Regions from separate parts of the Rattus norvegicus genome. Here region 2 is linked to region 1. Evidence: chromatin contacts called from public Hi-C data. All regions are on one chromosome and are shown on one strand. The core of a region is the stretch at or near the end of the contact, and the rest is flanking DNA. Distances in the headings are between cores, read along the strand shown.

Region 1 (5,055 bases), core at 1,491-3,990:
GACGTCACAAGCTTGCCATTTGCCTACTGCTGCCTGGATACCAAATGCAGCATTTAACCCTTGTCATGCCGGGAGGAAGGGACAGAAGTGGGGGGGGCGGGGCTGTGGTTCTAGATGATGCAGCCTCCTCTCTTCTCATCTTTGCCTGTATCTTTATGTCGGGGAGACAAGGGATGAGGTTCAACGTTTTGTGTGGACTTTTATGTGTGTCTGGTTTGTTTCAATAGCTCTGTAACACTGCTGTCTTGAAGTGTGTATTCCTGAGGGGAAAGCTGGTGTTTTTCCATGTATGGCGAGGGCTGCGTTGCTCATTTCCACAACTCTCATGTCCACTTCATTCCTGGCCCCCTCCCAGCATGTACATATATGCCTTTTCAATAATCCCTTCACCCTGTGGCTTTCCCAGGGACCCTTTAGAAGGAACCTGTGCCCCCCTTTGCAGCCATGTTTCTGATAACCTTTCAGGTCTCTTGCTTCCACTTTTCCCATCTAGATGAGGCGTTTGACTGGCTCAGCACAGCCAGGCGATGCCTAGTACAGCCTGTTACTGTTCTGCTAATCGGAGAGATAATCCTTGTATATCAGTAACTGATAGCCTGATTCCAGCCTACTGGCTTCATGTTGGTTCAAGGTGGTTTTGGTTTGTTTGCTTGCTTTTTTATTTTTAAAGTTCATTTGTAGCTATTTCAGCCTGCTTATTGTTAAACCGCGAGAAAAAGAAAATGTAGCTTACACAAGCAGTCCTTACTCTTCTGGTCAGATGATGAGGTAAAGATGGCGGCCTTTGTACCATAGGGTTTCCTTTGTACGTTCGATTGGTTCCAGTTGCCGCCCTGTGTCCTTGAAGGAAAAGACAGTGCTTTGTAGACATCGACTTGTGAAGGAGAGCTCCACCTGTGTTTTTGAGTTGGTTGTTCTTAGTCATCTCAGGGTTTGGGGGACAGGCGAGTGACGCCCCTAAGGGGACACACGGCCAAGTATCAGATGCATTGCGTAAGCGTGTGAACGCAACTGCAGGTTTGCTGCTGATTTTCTGTTCTGAAAAGGAAGTGACTTCCTGTTAGCCTTTCAGCTACAGTAGAGCATTTCTCCACCTGTGCCTTCCAAAAAAGTGTGGCTCCCTCTTTTGATCAGTAGAGAAACAGGCTGAAGAGGAACCAGGAAGAGCCCGTGACTACATCACAGCCGTCTCTTGTCTGTTCTCCCCACAGTTAAGATCCTTCTGTTCTACGTGATATTCTATGGCTGCCTGGCCGGCATCTTCATCGGGACCATCCAAGTGATGCTGCTTACCATCAGTGAGCTGAAACCCACGTACCAGGACCGTGTGGCCCCGCCAGGTAAAACCCAGGGAGGGGCTTCTCCAGAGATGAAAGGGTTCCACATCCAGCGGAGAAGACACCTTCAGAAAACTGGGCAGTAGAGCTTCAAGCTAAGCATGGGGAGGAATCGGGAGCGGTGCTGCAGTTATGGCTTCTGCCCGCATTGCGGCTGAGCGCCAGATGTCTGACTGCAGATGTCTGACTTACACAGCTCTGGGGTGAAGGTGGTACACGCAGCCCCACTGTGTGACTGACATCAGGCCCTGTTGGGGGCTTCACTCTCCTTAGCCTTAACACTCAAGCGCTTGGTCAGCGGGTTCATTCTAGGGCCTTTTTGGCTCTAATACATTTTTTTTTCACTTGTGATAAATCCTTAAAAACGTCATGCTCACAGAGGAACCATGATTTCAGGGGGTCATTCTCTCTCCTGTTGATTTGACCTTGAACACAAACACCCTCTTCACATACCTCAAATACCCTTAGGGTTTTGTGAGCCCTCTTTCCCGTTTGGCTGTCTCGGTTCTCTCTAAAAAAGAGAGGTAAAAAAAGATCTTCATAGGAAAGGCAGTCCTCCATTTGGTTCTTCCGCCTGGAGGACAGAGCTGGGAGAGCAGGAATGAGTTGTGTATTGTATAACTTTCAGTTCTCACTTTATAAATGACCTTGAGGTTGCAGCTGGGGGTGGCAGTGTGGTGTCTTGTGCGGGCAAGGGTTCAGTTTGGAAACAGCCATCCGTAGGTGACAGTCTTGGGCATGTGCAAACCCGGAGCAGGGCCTGTCGAAGACGTGTCTTGCACTTTTCCTTGGGTACGAGGAGGAAGAAAGTGCAGAATGCACAGGTGGCAAACAGGATCTCACGGAACTAAGTCAACAGTCCTCTGGGCACAAGGGAAGACCCAGGGTGTTTTCAGATACACGTAGGTGGGAAGTGAAAAAAGAGAACGTGTGAGTATATGCAACGACCTGACCTGTTTCGTGATCCACAGACTCCTGCAGCTCTTCTGTGTACCGAAAGGTGGGTCTTAGGGAAGGTCGGAGCAAGGTTCTGATGTGCTGAGAACTTTAGGCTCTTGGGTGTTATGCATGGGCTCCTGTGGTTTAAGATCTGTCTTCCATGTCCTCTTCTGCCAGGGTCCTTCCTCAGCACAAGTAGCGACAGTCATTTTGTACAGAGCTCTTATTTCTTTGGTTTTGCCACTAACTTGTTCTTCAGTCATGATTTTTTTTATAATAACTTAAACTTGGAGCAAAGATGACCACACAGTCAACCTTTATTTTTTAAAAAAAGACTATATACACTTTGGAGAAGTAAGTCATTTATTTATTTTTAGTTTTTGATTTTTTGAGACAGGGTTTCCCTGTGTAGGGCTGGCTGTCCTGGAACTCACTCTGTAGACTGGGCTGGCCTTAAACAAATGCAGACCCATCATCAGGATTCTGCCTCCCAAGTGCTGGGATTAATGACGTGTGCCACCAAGCTTGCAGAACTAATGAAATAAAATTAAAAAAATTTTTTCCAGATACTTTTCTGAAACAAAACAAAACAAAAAAACCAAAATCTTTACCTTCTAAAATAAACAATCCAAGGGCGGGATGCTAAGTGAGGATTTGCAGTTGACCTTGCCCTGCTTGTCTGAGGTGCTCAGTCCCCTCCCCCACCCCATCTCCCTCTTTTCTTTCCCAGCCTTTTCTATGAGCACCTATATTTAGTGTGCTCGCCACAGTTGGTCTGACCTGACAAACCCTCACTTCTCCAAAGAATGTGAGTGGCTCATCTTGGAAGCATGCATTCCTGTCCTTTGGTCTGAGTCACAGGCGAAGTTTTCAGTGCTTCACCTTCCCAGTCATCTCGTGGTTTTTTTTCCAACTTAGTGATTCCTGTCTCTGTCTGTAGCTTTTACTTTAGCAGCAGAGTTTACAGGTCACCCTGTCCTAACCATGTGGGGTTTTCTCTTCCTCTCCTGACACTTTTTCAAACAGGATGGTAACTTTGAGTCAGGTCGGTAGAGCCCTGGCTGGTGAAAAGTACAGCTCCTGGACAGTCCTGAGCACTCTGCACCCCCTGAGGGACCCTAACTGGACCCTCCTCTTGGTATCTTTCAGAACAGATGTTGAAAACGCACATTTAGAAGGTATTAAGGGTTCATTAACTCTGCAGACTGAATAAATGCAGAGGAGTATTCTGATCTTTTGGCTTCCACTTAATGTCTCCAAGTCTACATTTTTGTCTTGAAGTAAGGAGGGAGATCCAAGTCAAGGTGTGCAAGGGAAGTGTGCGAGACTATAGCACTTAAAGATACTAGTCCTCTGACCTTGGGGCTGGAATACAAACATGGTCGGTCATGTTTGGCATGCCTTTTACACATCGAAATCCCTTGTAACCAGATATCTTCCAAACAGAGAGGGTAGAGAAGAGGGGGCAGATACAGCTGTGGCAATCCTGCCCGGCAATAATTGTGTAGGTTGTATAATGAATAATATAATAGGCCCAATGGGAAAGTCACAGACAGAGGGGGAAGATACAAAATGGAAGGGAAGTTGAAGGACAAAGCAGTCATGTGATTTCTGGACTCTGAGCAGTAGATTCTGTTCCTTCTCAGGTCTTACTGCTGCGGTTGTTAGATCTAAGCTGCTCACTCCACCCAGAGAGCAGAGTCCTGGATGAGATGTTGACGCATATTATTAAATAGCCATTTTCATAGCTCAAAAAAAAAATTCGCCATTTCTAACCTTCTGCCGCCTTAATGTAGTAAGTATTAAAGCCGTGTTTAAAGCTCAGAGCTATTCGGCAGAGCTTCCTGGAGTTATGTCAGCCTAAGAAGGAAGAGGAGGCACTTTGGAGTTGAACCCAGCCCCCACCACTCCATCACCACTGACCACACCAGACCTCAGTTTCATTATGGAGGAATAGCCTGCGATGATCAGACAGGAGCTAGGAGCAGAATGTTAGCACTTAGCAGAGGTACAGTAGAAGCAGCTGTCGGCAGCAGCCTCCCTCCCTTCTGTCTCTCCTTCCACTAGAAGCAGAAGGCTCTGCATTTGCAGACAGCGAGTTTTGGAAGATGGGGATGCTGCAGACTTAAATTTCATGGTGTGGGTCCGTTGTCCTTAGCTTTCCCTGAAAAGGATTCGAATGTCGGTGGATTAGAAAACATTCAGAAAGAGGCTCTGGGGAACCTAAATGCCACGGAAGCCAGCTCTCCCTGCCCACACCTCCACCTGCAATGCAGCATCTGAGCTTTTGTCCAGAGGACAGTCTCTTGCAGGGGTGCGGCAGTGTCTCCCCTCAGGTGGATCTGGGAGAGACGCTGCCCTTTGCCGAGCTGCAGTCGAGCCCAGTGCACACGAACGTGCATGCATGCATTCCACGTGGATTCATGCTCCTGCTCACCAGGTCTTGCTCACCTGGTGGCCTGCCCAGTGGTGTAATGGAAAAGTCTTTCCTGGGGCTGTCACCCATTCTCCCCCAACCCCCACACACTTCAGGTTATACTACCAACTGTGCAGTGAATTGAAGGTCACGGTGTGTCATTTCGAGTCCACAGAGTCCCTACCTGGCTTGCTTCCTGGAGCAAAGGTAGGAATGTGTTCTCTGTTCTTCCTCTTTAAGTTGTAGGAGGTTCTTTGTTTTATTCATAAAGATAGCTCAATGATGAGGGAACTCAGTTTAAAAGGGTCAAATTCTTGGCACCTGGATAACCAGAATTGAGGCAGGAAGGTGGGGTAGACGACT
Region 2 (5,055 bases), core at 981-3,480, 620 kb before region 1:
AAAGAAAATGCCACAGAATTAAAGGGAATTTAATACACTTAAAAATTTGCTTTCAGTTCTCTTACTTTGAGAACGAGTTCCATCTTATCACATTATCTTCTATTTATAGAGCTTTAATTGTATCCAATTTGTATGCTATTTTAGGATACAGCTTCTAAACTTTAATTGTATGGTATTCCCCATCTTTCATAGCATTCTATTATAATTCTTCTGCATAAGAGCTCATCTTGTCCATTTACTTTAAGGTGAATTCTTTGACCTAAGGCAACCGCTGTGTATCTTTCAAGTTTAGCTTAAAGTTTTCTCTGTATATAGTAAAGTCAAATCCAACTTGATGTGTGACTCAGTTTTATAACAAGTAACTTAGTCTCAGCCAGTCGTATGTGGCCAAATGTTCCAATAATATTAAAGTAAGAGAAGGTGGGAACTGCTACCAATTGGACCATCTCTGACCCCCCTTTTGCTTTTTTTCTGGCTGAAAAGATAACTTTCCATGTGAGGTGATGAAGCTTTAAAGAAATATTGGTTCAGACTGCTGGTCTCAAATAGAGACAATTAAGATCTACAAAGTCCCACGGCTCCAGCTGCATGTGTAGCAGAGGATGGCCTTGCTGGGCACCAATGGGAGGGGACGCCCTTGGTCCTGCCAAGGCTTGACTCCCTAGTGTAGTGTAGTCAGAGTGGGGAGGCGGGAAAGGGTGGGTGGATGGGTGAGGGAACACCCTCATAGAAGAAGGGGGAGGAGGGATGGGATCGGGGTTTATGGACAGGAAACCAGAAAAGGGAATAACATTTGAAATGTAAATAAAAAGTATCCAATTTTAAAAAAATATCTACAAAGTCTGAAGCTGGTCACATTGACCCTTAGCTTTGGGAGGTTGTGGCAGGAAGAACTTGAGTTCAAAGCCAGCCTGGGCCTCATAGTAAAATTTTGTTTAATGGACTTATGTAAGTTTTCAGCAAAATTTGGGGCTCTGTGAAGCTAACACTTAAGCTACAAAGAATATCTTACCACATACATGTACATACATATACATATATGTTTACACACATGTATGTATGTATGTACATATGTATGTATGCCCCTTCTCTTTATTTCTTCAGGGTAAGTTCCACTGGGTGAGCTGACAAGAGTAAAGCTTGTGAGTTTATAACCTGAGTCTGGCAGCTCATGGCTACGACCTCAGCATCCAGGAGACTAGGACAGGAGCGAGTGTGAGGCCAGCCTGGGTTACAGAGGGGTCGGTGGGGGATGTGGGGAGGTCTCACTTTCCTTTTGGGAAGTGATTTGGTATCTTGTAGGCTACGCATGCCATAGTAGATGGCTCTACATCCATGACTATGTGCTCAGAACATAGACTTAGGGGTTATTATTGTTAAATTTAGTGTGTGTGTGTGTGTGTGTGTGTGTGTGTGTGTGTGTGTATGTCTGTGTATGTCTGTGTGTGTGTGTCTGTGTGTGCCTCTGTGTGTATGTGTGTGTATCTATGTGTGTGTCTGTGTGTGTATGTATGTGTGTATATGTGTGTGTGTCTGTGTGTGCATGTGTGTGTCTGTGTGTGTATGTGTGTGTGTATGTGTGTGTATCTATGTGTGTGTCTGTGTGTGCCTGTGTGTGTATATGTGTGTGTGTCTGTGTGTGTGTGTATATGTGTGTGTGTATCTATGTGTGTGTCTGTGTGTGTCTGTGTGTGTATATGTGTGTGTGTGTGTGTGTGTGTGTGTGTGCTTGCCTGCATGCATGTTTATGTACCACACGAGTGCTTGATGCCTGTGGAGGTCAGAAGTGAGTATTGGATCCCTGGAACTGTAGTTACAGCAGACGGTGAGCCATCTCGCAGGTGCTGGGAACTGAACTTGATGCTTCTGCAAGAGCAGCCCGTGTTCTTAACTGCTGAGCAGTCTCTCCGGTCTTGCTGCTGCCACTGCTGCCGCTAACGAGGATAACACAACAATATGAAGACAGACAGAAGGGTTCGGGGTTCCTGGAAGAATTGGAGGGAGGTAGTGTGAGGTGGGTATGACCAAAGTGCACTGTATGCTTAAATGGAATTTATAATGAATAAATAAAATATTATTAAAAATCAGACTACAAAGGAGTTATAAAATTTGTTATTGGCTTGGCAGTTGCTTTGCAGGAACTTTTCAGAATACAGTCCCAATTGAACCTATGACAAGAGCTAAATGCATGCTCCCTCATGGCCCAGGAATGCCTACTGGCTGAGTCACTGGCCTTGCCAAGTTTCTCGAAGACAGATCAGGGGAGGGGGCTGGTGAGTTGGTGGCAGCTGTGGGGACAGTGATCTGAAGCTGCACTGTGACCCACACAGAACATAGAGTGTGTGCTCCTGCTGTAGTGCTTTGAAAGGAAAGGAAAGGACACTAGACTCTAGACCTAAGGAAACGTGCTAGAGAGATGGGCACCAGGGAGGAGAGGAAATTATAGGTGTAACGGACAGGGGCTTTGGGAACCTTGTTTGGATTCAATATTCGCCCTGCATAGAGAAGCTGACTCAAGATTAAAGAACTAACACTCCACCCCAACCCCCCACCCCGACTCTCTTCTGATTTCAGTCTCCTATTATTTATTTATTTAGTTATTTATTTATTCTCCAATCAATCCAAAAAGGATCTAATACACATCCCTTTTGCTCCAGAACCCGTGGCGTCTGCATAGTGGAGGCCCGGGCATCTGGCTTCTCTCAACCCTGGTGGTGTGCTCTGCTGGGAAACGTGTAGATACAGTTTTAGAGGGAAGGTACCACAAAGCAAGCAGGAGATAAGTGGGCCATTGGCAAAGATAACGTTCAAGCGCCCTCTTCTGGGAGAGATTAGGAGTATTTTTAAATTGCACGATCACTGCCCACAGGAATATAAGAAACCGACACCATTTTCGACCCTTTAAAACAAGGTAATAGATTTGTGAGCTCAAGGAAGCCATGAGTAGAGGATATTGGAACCATCTCAGCTTGGGATTTGGGAATGTGTGTCCCTGCCGTGTTCTTGGAGAAGAACGTGGAACATGTAGTAGCAGCTGGATGCCACTGGGGTCAGATGTAACCAGGTTTTCTTTTTAGCTTAAGGGACGGTCTAGCTGAGGCGGAGTACTCACTCCGTCCTTAAGCCTGGCTTTCCCACGCTCAGTTTCTTGTCTATGACATGGCCGGGAGTGTGGGGGCTGTGGCACGTTCTTATAATCATATAATCTGAGACAAAGCTCAGGGGGAATTCAGTAACCGATAGCTGGATGGAAATTTTAAAATCATCCAGAAGCGGGAAGAGTAGGTTTGAAACAAAGAAGATGAAGTGAAATGTCATGGTTCTGGGGGGGAAAAGCAACTGTCTAAATATAGATTAGAACTGTTCACAGGAAAAGCTGCGAGGACTCAGGGGGTTCCAGTGTCCAGATTCAGGGCAAAGACACTTGCCTGTGTGGGCCTGGCCGACCCCCAGGCGCCCTGCACTCCCATGGAGAATGAGGTGTATGCTCAGAGCAGGTCTCCAGGACCCGCAGCAGACAGAAAGCAGACGGTGATAATACACCGTGGCTCGCCTTACACAGCGTAGAGAGAGTAAGGGATGCAGGAGAACACGCAAATCTCAGCAGAGATTTAACGGGAGCAGTGAGCTCTCAGTGGCATCTTGGGCTGGAGTCTCTGAACTCACTCTTCTCTGTCTTCCCGCCAGCTCAGAGGAGCTCCATTCTCCCAGGCTCCTCTGCGCTTCCTACAAAATTACAGCCTGCCGCTTGACTGTCCCCTTTCCACTCTCTGCTGCGTTTCTTCACTGCTCCAGTTACCAAGTGCATAGCTGTGTTCCTTGTTTCCAGGCAGTGTTTGCGCCAGGGTGATTAGGTGTGCCATGTTGGGATGAGTCTGACTGCCTGGGCTAAGTCTGGGTCCCTTCCAACGTCAGACTGTAGGCATGCTCGTTTACTAACCGCTTCGAACTCTTTTGTTTTCGGGTTTTCAAGACAAGGTCTCACTTCGTAGCTCAGCTGGCCTGGGACTCATTATGCAGACCAGGCTGGCATCAAACTCGTGGAGATCCACTTGCCTCTGCCTCTTGAGTGCCAGGATTAAAGGCTAGCCTTTCTCTAAGCTCTAATAATTACCCAAACTAGAAACGGATAGCTGATAGCTACTGCTCTGAGTGGCTGTGGGTGTTAAATGAGTTAAGTACTGCAAAAGGTTTGTAAGGATGCTTACGTAAAATACTTAAAATCACTTTCTGGGATTTATTTTATCGTAAATTTATATTTATTTTATTATGTACATATATTTATAAAATAATAATTTATATAATTTAATTTAAATATAATTATATTTATTTTAAAGTATTTACATTTTGCATTTATTTATTTTAAATTACTCTTTTGAGATTATAATTACATTATATCTTCAGTGCCCATTCGAATGGTTTAGAATCACCTAGGAGACACAGTTCTGTCATGGTTGTGGAGAGGTTTAATTAAAGATGGAAACTCGCCCTGAATATTCATGGCACCTGACCCTGGCCCAAGACCCAATTTAAGGGAAGAAAGGAGAGAGTGAACTGAGTCCAAGTGTTTCATCTGCCTCGCACACATGTGGACACAGCTGGAGCCATCTCACTGCATTCTCTTATTGCATTCCCTCCCCGCCATGATGGGCCACGCCCTCACACTGTGGCCAAGATGAACCTTCCCTTTACTGAGTTGCTTTTGTCACCACAATGGGAAGTCACTAAGAATTAGTGGTCAGTGACAGCCATGTTGCCTCCCATGATCATAGGGAAGGGGGCATAAGATACTGTGTTTATTTATAATTATGGGATAGAATTCAACTATCTCTTTACAGGTTTCCCACTGTAGCCCAGGCTAGCCTTAAATTTGCATTGATCTTCCTATCTTAGCCTTCTATTCTCAGCTGTGAGAAGACAAATTCCTATTCTTTATAAAGCAATCAGCCTCTGGTGTTTAGTCGTAGTAGTTCGAGCAGACTATGACAGTTAGTGGCTGGACAGTTGGCATGATGGCAGAAGTCCCTGTGCAGAGGCAGCTTTGATGGCCACACT

The links. A called contact is a pair of places that touch in the nucleus more often than the background predicts.
Region 2: a Hi-C map of the A7r5 cell line shows a contact between it and region 1, with 4 times the contacts expected there. The contact joins two enhancer-like sites. A contact is called at or near these places in 4 of 12 Hi-C or Micro-C datasets (the A7r5 cell line, frontal cortex, kidney and 1 more).

What each region holds. Positions count from the first base shown.
Region 1 is chr13:79,332,071-79,337,125 of GRCr8, reverse strand. Atp1b1 (ATPase Na+/K+ transporting subunit beta 1) reads left to right here. Exons shown (of 6, transcript NM_013113.2): 2 at 1,212-1,340. Among named protein-coding and RNA genes, the nearest start is that of Atp1b1, 5.6 kb to the left of the region's middle. Within about 2 kb of position 2,740, at least 16 of the 93 cell types and tissues checked have an H3K27ac peak or open chromatin away from gene starts, as enhancers often do. A contact at or near this core is called in the A7r5 cell line, where this site is marked.
Region 2 is chr13:79,956,381-79,961,435 of GRCr8, reverse strand. No RefSeq gene overlaps it. Among named protein-coding and RNA genes, the nearest start is that of Tbx19, 47 kb to the left of the region's middle. Within about 2 kb of position 2,230, at least 11 of the 93 cell types and tissues checked have an H3K27ac peak or open chromatin away from gene starts, as enhancers often do. A contact at or near this core is called in the A7r5 cell line, where this site is marked.